Regions from separate parts of the Hordeum vulgare genome. Here region 1 is linked to region 2. The links are chromatin contacts, called in public Hi-C maps. All regions are on one chromosome and are shown on one strand. The core of a region is the stretch at or near the end of the contact, and the rest is flanking DNA. Distances in the headings are between cores, read along the strand shown.

Region 1 (4,310 bases), core at 1,397-3,896, 540 kb before region 2:
TTCCTATATAGGCTAGGGAGTCTTCCATCGCATGCTAGGGAATGCGACAACTCCGGTGTCGTTCATAGACACCTAGCTTAAGGGCTAGGCTGACAGGTTGGGCACCGACTGCTAAAAGGTGTCAGATGGCCACTATGGTTGCCTATTGGGTAGTCTAGGCTGGGTTGTGGATATATAAATATCCGGGCGAGGGATAGTGACTTGGCTAAGATAGGTTTAGCCAATGTTCAGCCTGACTCTGATACCAAGGTTGTAGCGACCAATTTTTCAGAAAAATAAGTTCCAGAAAACAGGCCCTTGTGTTCACCAGCCCCAGGATTACTGTTAATTAGTGAACACTCAATTGACACAGAAATCCCAACAAAAAATACAAAATGTGGGTTACAAGACCATGAAGGTCCACTGGTTGAGCAAAAGTCTAAGGCTGACGGCGGAAGCGACTTGAGGAATCTCCAGTACCCATGGGACTCAATTCCCATAGGAACAACTGACCTAGATAATTCCTATCTCACAAGGCTGCTATCCTTGCCTCCTATGTTCCGGGGTTGGCGACATCATGCTCCTCTCCGAAAGAAATCTAGCCAAGACAATAACAAGGGACAAGCCAGTGAGTACTTTGAATGTACTCGCAAACATCTGGAAAACAAATAAGTTAAAGCGGGGGATGCATGCATAATTCTTCTAATGATTTTGTCAAGCTATAGGAATTAAGTCACGAATGCATTTATGCAAATGAATTATTTCCAGCAAAGATGCATAATAAAGCAAGGAAAGGTAACATCAATTATAAGCGTGTCGATTGGGCGTCTGAGGCGACACCTCGGAAGGACAAGCAATACAAGCCATAGTCGGGTACTTTGGCGACAACACATAAAGGGACTTGTTAATGAATTATTACTATACATGCCAAAGTTGGGCGCCTGAAGCAGAACCACAAAAAAGGATTATATGAAGATAACAATGAATAAGTAATAGCATGCGTGCCACAGTCACGCATCTGAGCGACCCCACATAAAGGTCTTACATGAAAGAAATCACAGTTGCCATAGTCGGGCGTCTAAGTGACACCACAAAAAAGGCTTATATGAAGAAAATCACAATTCCCATAGTCAGGCGTCTAAGCGACACCACATAAAGTGCTTATATCATAATAACTACAGCGAGCATCAAGGAGGTAGAACCGTCCCAAGGATACCCTAACCAATCCATATACCAAGAATGGTTTGTCCATAGCAAAATATTTCCAATAGTTATGGTTATCATCCCGTTTTGTAGATATCATCCTGATTAATTTAATGCCACCAAAGACCGACACTTGGCCTTTGAACCAGTCGCCCGTGACCATGGACATGGCTACTTGAATAGTTTTGAATCTGCACAGGGTGTACTCTTTACTCACAACCCACATGTTTCAATAGTCACTCGGACTAATCCTGTGTACAATATATTAGAAGTAAATACTCAGAACTAGCACACACCCATTTTTACCCACACACGGTCCGGATTCACCTTGACGACGCTGCTATGGAAAAACCATAAGACGAGGATGAAAACATCCTCGAATAGCATGGGATCACATTTCTACCGCGTGCTACAAGGGGAGAGCTCTTCCCCTCTCAATGCCAGACTGAAAACACTCATGCCCCCTGACCGGATGATTGGCTTTATTCCAGTGCCTTGGAGACCTTCATCTCGGCCCGTCTACTTGGTGTATACGTGATGATAGGTTTATGACCAACTAAACCATATTCCCTTTCGGAAAGGCCTATGGCATCACGAAGGGGTAAGGTGGCACACTGACAAGACTCGATCTAGGGTCGACTTTGGAGGTTTAAGTTTTTCTGCAAGGGTTAGCATCACATAATTTTTTTGAATGATATACCACGGGGTTACCACCATCACACCTCGATACGCCCTCAGTCACCACTCTCATCCCACGAGATTTCAGTCCCATGGTCTCATATTTACCACGACAAACCTTCCTCCAAGGTTGTCAAGACCAGCATGGTATATGAAGCATGAGGTAGTACTCACTCACTATCTGCATCACATATGAAGCATGATATATGAAGCATGGTATATGAAGCATGAGGTAGTACTCACTCACTATCTGCATCACATATGAAGCATGGTATATGAAGCATGAGGGAGTTGTTATCAGCATAACATAATCACGCATTTCAATGTATCATAGGAAACATCAGACAACATAATACCAATCTGAGTTGAGATGCTTGCTTTTGGAGTGAAGAAGGGTGGTGTACACTCCAATGATCTTGAAATAATTTGCTTCTCTCCCAATTCCTATTTTGAATACAATACAACTCAACACACAATTGCAAAATAGAAAATAAAAGATTTTTGATTTTTTTGACATAAATCTTAAAATAAACTAGATGAAATTTGAGAGAGGTAGGAAAACCAATCAATTCATTTGGATTTTTCTACTAAAAGTTACAGCGAGTCAAAGATCTGCTCATAATCTGTTTTTTTTAAGAATTAGAAAGGAAAATGTTTCACTCAGAAATAAGCAAACCAAAAGATGAAAGCGCATTCACAGGGATGCGCTTCCTTGGGAGGAAAACACACTTCTGGGGAAGGCGTCATCAGGGCACGCCTGTCGGATTCCTCTTCTTCCTCCCGCGCACGCACTGGACAAAGAGGGGGACGGATGCTGACGGTGATGGCCGGTGCAAGGGGGCACCATTCCTGGAGCTGAGCACACCAGCGTGCTCAGGAGGGAGGGCCCCATCCTCTGGGCAGCAAGGAGATCATTGTAGGGCTCAGAGGCGAGCGCACTTTCGTCCATGGCGGACGGCGGCTCGGGTGCTCTCGCAACCCCACCATGGGCTGCTACAGATGTATTTGGGAAAAGGAATGGATACTAGGGAGCTTGGCAAGGGTAGCAATGGCCAAGGGGAGACAATAGGGGCTTGGGGCTGCCGGAATTTCGCCGCAGCCTGGTGGTGGCGCTTGTGCCAGAGGCAAGCAGGGCGAGCGGCTCCGGTTAAATTAGCGTCACAGGGAGAGGTGTGAGGGTCTAGAGAGGGCGCTAGCTGCTCAAGGGGTTCGGGGCCTCCTTTTATAGCCGGCCCGAGGTGGTTCCCGCGGCTGCCAACGATAAGATTGAAGGCCACCATCTCTAGCGATGCTAGGGGCGTAGAGGAACGCTACTGGCACGTGTAGAACGAGGACGAGGGCAGCGTTGCTCCAAGGGGGCAGCTAGCGTGCGGGGAAGGCTCGAGCGGTGCCGGCCACTGCAACAGGAGAGCTAACGCCGGCTAGCCACCACGCCTGCCGCACTGCTGTGGTTCTGAGCGGCACAAGGCGCGTCAACTAATGGTCGGGCCTTGGCGTGGTGTGGCGCGGCTCTGTGAGCTGGTAAAGGGCAAGGGCATGGGCGCGGCGGCTCGGGCGCGCATGCACAAAATGTGCGCTCTGGCCACACCCATAGCACGCACGACACCCGTTCGACAGATTGTTTGGCATATCCAACCGTCTCCACTGCTACTCAAACTCAACAGGGTTAGGTTATGGGTTAAGGCGAAGCTATTGGACAAGGTTTTTGCGGTAGGGGAGCAACTCCATAATGCAAAGAAAGACCATGCCAGATCTAGACATCCACTATAGGTGTTTGTTGAAATGCCACAAGCACCTAAAAGAGTTTTCTCGCATCCAAACTTTCCAGAGTGATGTCTCTTTAGACACTAAGAAGAATGGTGGGATTAGATTTGAAAAAAATAAAAATTGTTAAGGCTATTGTCTGAGAAAAACATTTCCGGTCACATAGTTGAGGCTGCTAATTCATGCATTTAAAATAATCCAATGGGGCTCAACTCATGGACTTAAGGGTATGGTAGGTTGAGCTACCAGCAGTAAAAATCCCAAGGGCATTTGAGAAATTTAAAATGGGGTTGTAGTTCAAAACATCAAACTCGACCAGAATAGAAAAGGGGTTGTGCTGCTCAAAATTTTCAAAGGACAACAATGTTTTTTAAAATAAAAGTGAGTCTCATGCATTCCTTGACACCTCCTAATTTTGCGTAATTTTTAAGTGAAGTTATCAAAGGGTTGCAGTGCAAAAGAGGCCCCTAAAGGAATTAACAATCCATTTTTGAACAAGTGAAATTTGGCAAAATATTTATGAAAAGGATCTCCACTGGAAAGAAAAGAAATGTTTTGATGCAAGAACTCAAGTCCCATCATAATTTTTGGAAACTTCTACTTGGAGGAGAAATTTTATAAATTAGAGACAAGGACTGGTTTAGAAATTAACCGAAATCCATAAATTAAAAATTAGACTAACATGG
Region 2 (4,228 bases), core at 112-2,611:
GTGCTCGCAACAACATCCTAAACCGGTGCTTGCAACGACATCCTATTAGGCCAGCCCATGAACACTCTAGCACACTGTAGCGCGAAAATCTACCAAAAAAAGGGGTGGCTAAGGGGATCGAACTCACGCCACATCCCAAATGTAAGAGGTAGGCAACCACCACACCATCTAAGTGCTTGTGAGAATTACTAGTGCACAATCTTTAAGAACACTTGCACCCGTGCTATTTGAATCGAACTCGCATATTTCAAAAAGTTTGTAAAATTTTAAAAACTTCACTAACATGAGAAAAAAGTTCAAGAATTTAGAAAAAACAGTTAGTTTAAAATATCTATCAATTTTGAAAAAATACAATGAGTTTGAAGAAAGTTCACAAATTAAAAAACAGTATATCAATTTAAAAGGAAAGAATCACGAGGTTGAAAAAAGTTCATCGATTTAAAAAAAAAGTTCATTAACTTGCAAAAAAGTTTACCAAATTTGAAAAAGTTCATTGAGTTTGAAAAAAGTTCATCGTATTTGGAAAAAGTTCATAGAATTCGAGAAAAAGTTCATGGAATTTGAAAAAAAGTTCATCAAATTTTAAAAAAGTTCATATAATTTGAGAAAAAGTTCATAGAATTTGAGAAAAAGTTCATCAAATTGAAAAAAGTTTAGAAATTCAAGAAAAATGAATTTGAAAAAACAATTCGTCACATTTGAAAAAAGTTAATTGCTTTATAAATAAGTTTGTCTATTTTTTAAAAAGAAAATAATCAATCTTGAATAAAAATATGAATTTCTAGAAAAATCACGCAATAAAAAAGTTGAAAATGAAAAATAAAACGAGAATAAAACCGTCGTGGAATTGTCGAGCGAACTTGGAAAATCCGGTTTGAAAGAAAACCCAAATAAAACTGAAGGATTCCTGCGACTGAGAGAACAAACAAAAACACGGCAACATGGTTTAAAGCTCTAGTTTTGGTGGGGTAGTGGTGGGCTTTGTTCGGCCTGAAGGTATAAGGTCACAGTTTCGAACTATCGTTTGGTCATGTTTTTTTTGTATCGTTTTGATGGATATGAATAGATCGCATGCTCATGGGCTGGCCCAACTCGCGGGACGTAGTGTGTGCTACAAGCGCCAGTTTGTAAAAAAAATGAACGATAACCGGTGCCGCCGAACAGTATTTCCAAAACAGAAAAAGAAATGTGCCACACGCGGGGTCCACCTGGCAGCGTTTTTGAACCAATGAGGTGCGAGCAAGTGATCGGATCGTGGCCGGCGCCTGTCGTCCACTACTCCCACACCGGCAGGGGCCCCTCCTCCGAGGCGCTCCCAGCCGCTAGTTAATCTGCCCACGCACCACACACCATACCAGCCGCAAATAAGATATAAAATCTTCCCTGATTTACTCTATTTTATTATTCCTGCCAATTTGTTTTCCTTCTCGCTTGCTGCCGTGGTTGCATATCCTCTGCTAGCTGCTGCCCCATCCTTTCTCTACTTCAAAAAAGAAAAATATTTTTTCCCCCGGAAGGCTCTAGAGGCGGAGGAGGTGCGAAACAGGCCTTTCGTCCTCTTTCTACGGCCAAGACGTCCACAAGCTACACGGGGATTCCTCTTTCTTTTTCCCACAGGCGAATTAGGGAGCCTCTGCAGATTGGCCTTGGTTTGGTTTCGGATTCAGGTTGGGCTTTTTTATCGACGAGTTTTTCTTTTTGGTTCAGTTTTCTGCTTCTCTCGAGTTTATATTGTGTGCGTTGTTGATTCTCAGATTTGTTTCTTTTTGTGTGTGTGCGCGCGTGTGCTTACATCTTTCCGGTTTGGTTAGCTGTTTATCGGCTTTCACTCTTCCTTTTCTGTTGGAAGAGAAATTCTCCATCTTACCTTTGTCGAGTGTTGAGATTCGGATCCGGCGTCGGGGGTGTTTTGGTTACAAGTTGAGTAGTATTTTTCTTGTCAACATTTCTGGAGACTTTGAGGGATTTTTCATTGTTTTTGCAGGTTTGATCCAACCCTAATCCAAATCGTCTGATTTGGCAAGGTGAGAAGTTCCGAATTCTATCTATCCACTCTGTTTATGCATGTGCAGTATAGGAGATAGAATTTCCCCGGGTATATTTTACACTTTCTCTAATATTCATACTGTATTACTCAACTTAATTGTCTCTATTTTATAGGATTTGATTGATCAACTACTGGGGATTCTGAGTTGAATATGATATCAAATCCGGTGAATTGGTACAGTTTCGGGCCTGGATAGAAGCTGTAGTGATGCCAGATTGGAAGGCGGGCGAGGTGATCTCCTGATTTTGATGAGTCTCTATCTCTTACTGGATATTGCATCTTACTAATAGTTTTCCAAGCGGCCGAATAAGATACCGTTAGATGTATTGGCATGTAACTAGAAATTTAGGCTTACAAGTTCTTGTGACCTTAAATAGTATAGATTATGTATATCATGTACCATAGTCTTCATGCTAACTTTGTGTGTTTGTATTCTATACCTAATTTTGATGCCTCAAGCTTTCTTTTTACTGTTTGATTAACTTGAATGACATGTTAGACCTGCTAATCTTCCGTTGGGTAAGCATGTGAACCAAGTGTATAAGACATGAATCTTCTGTTGCCATTGATTCGCCCCATTCTCTTTGTTGCTGCCGTTCAGCAGCCATCTATTGCTGACCTTCACTTGTTTTAGATGTGCATAGATGAGTAGTGCTAGTAAGATAACCCCTGATATGGCAGCATATCAATAGTCTACTAGGGACAATTACCCCTAAAGCAAGTTGATCTGGCATAAGAAATTCTATGATCAGATTGATGTTCCACTACAGGTCTCACCTACAGAAAATTAGTTACATACTTTCCACTGATAGAGCATAGCTGGTCCAGTCCTGGGTAAAGGAGGGTTGTGATAGGCTTGGCGAGCCAACGTCAAAACTCAGCCACTCTATGGAGATGAAACACAAAAGATTTCGTTAGGGCGCAACCCTCTCAGCGACGCGCCATATCGGATCACCAGAGTACTAGCCATGGACAGGGGTGCATGGAAGCTTGCTATCCATATGCCAGAACCATGAGTTGGTTGCGAGATCTTATGGGTTTCGCCTCTAGCTAACCCCAACTTGTTTGGGACTAAAGGCTTTGTTGTTGTTGTTGTTGTTGTTGTTGTGTTGTTAGGAATAGCAACTTCTATTACTAGGAGGCCAAAGCCACCATATATATGATGTACATGAGGATGCCAAAAGGCAAGAATACAAAAGGCCAAAGGCCATCATCAATATAACTCTAACACCCCTCTGTCAAACTCATGGTGGATCCACAACACTGAGTTTGGCAAGGTGAAATCTATGTTGCCCTCTAGTCTGTGCCTTCATGAAGAAGTCCGCTAGCTGTAACTTGGAAGGTACATACTGAAGAGCAACAACATGATCCTGCACAACAGCACACATAATAAGCATCAACCCCAATATGTTTGGTAAGCTCATGCTTCACAGGGTCCCTCGCAATGCTGATACACCTGTACTGTCGGACAAGAGGGTGGTAGGTGTAGTAACACAAACACCAAAGTCCTCCAATAGCCATCGTAACCAAGTCACCTCTGCCGTCAAAAGAGCCATAGCTCTCAACTCGGCCTCTGCACTCGAACGAGAAACTGTAGTCTGTTTCTTCGTCTTCCAGGCAATGAGTGAACCACCAAGAAAAACATAGTAAGCAGAAAGTGAACGATGATCCGAAGGGTCACTAGCCCACGTAGCATCTGAATAGGTTTGGAGCTGTAACGAACTGGAACGAGGAAAAAAGAGACGACGAGAGATTGTGCCACGAAGATATCGTAGAACATGAAGAAGGTGACTATAGTGGACTGAAGTGGGAGCGGAAACGAACTGGCTCAGAATATGGACAGGATAGGAGGTATCCGGACAAGTGACAACAAGATAGACAAGACTCCCAACAAGATGACGATAACGCGTCGGATCAGGCAAGAGCTCACCATCAGAAGCACGAAGGTTAACATTGAGCTCCATAGGAGTCTCAGCAGTGCGCTCATCAGTAAGAGCCGCACGAGCAAGAAGATCTTGGATATACTTTTTTTGGGAAATAGAAAAGCCATCAGAGATGAAGGGAACCTCAATCCAAGAAAGTAACAAAGGGGACCAAGATCAGACATAAGAAATTGCTCACTGAAACGGGCCTTGACAAATGCAATATACCCTGAATCATCGCCAGTGATGATCATGTCAT

Evidence for each region. A called contact is a pair of places that touch in the nucleus more often than the background predicts.
Region 1: a Hi-C map of seedling shows a contact between it and region 2, with 4 times the contacts expected there. The contact joins the enhancer-like site here to the promoter of LOC123448542 in region 2. A contact is called at or near these places in 2 of 6 Hi-C or Micro-C datasets (leaf and seedling) and 1 of 1 datasets of contacts at active chromatin or transcription factors (embryo).

What each region holds. Positions count from the first base shown.
Region 1 is chr4H:306,555,802-306,560,111 of MorexV3_pseudomolecules_assembly, reverse strand. No RefSeq gene overlaps it. Among protein-coding and RNA genes, the nearest start is that of LOC123446437, 48 kb to the left of the region's middle. Within about 2 kb of position 2,646, at least 3 of the 3 cell types and tissues checked have open chromatin away from gene starts, as enhancers often do. A contact at or near this core is called in leaf and seedling, where this site is marked.
Region 2 is chr4H:306,010,985-306,015,212 of MorexV3_pseudomolecules_assembly, reverse strand. It overlaps LOC123448542 (protein LNK1-like), which reads left to right and starts at 1,361. Exons shown (of 12, transcript XM_045125484.1): 1 at 1,361-1,667; 2 at 1,985-2,024; 3 at 2,161-2,278. The coding sequence starts at 2,255.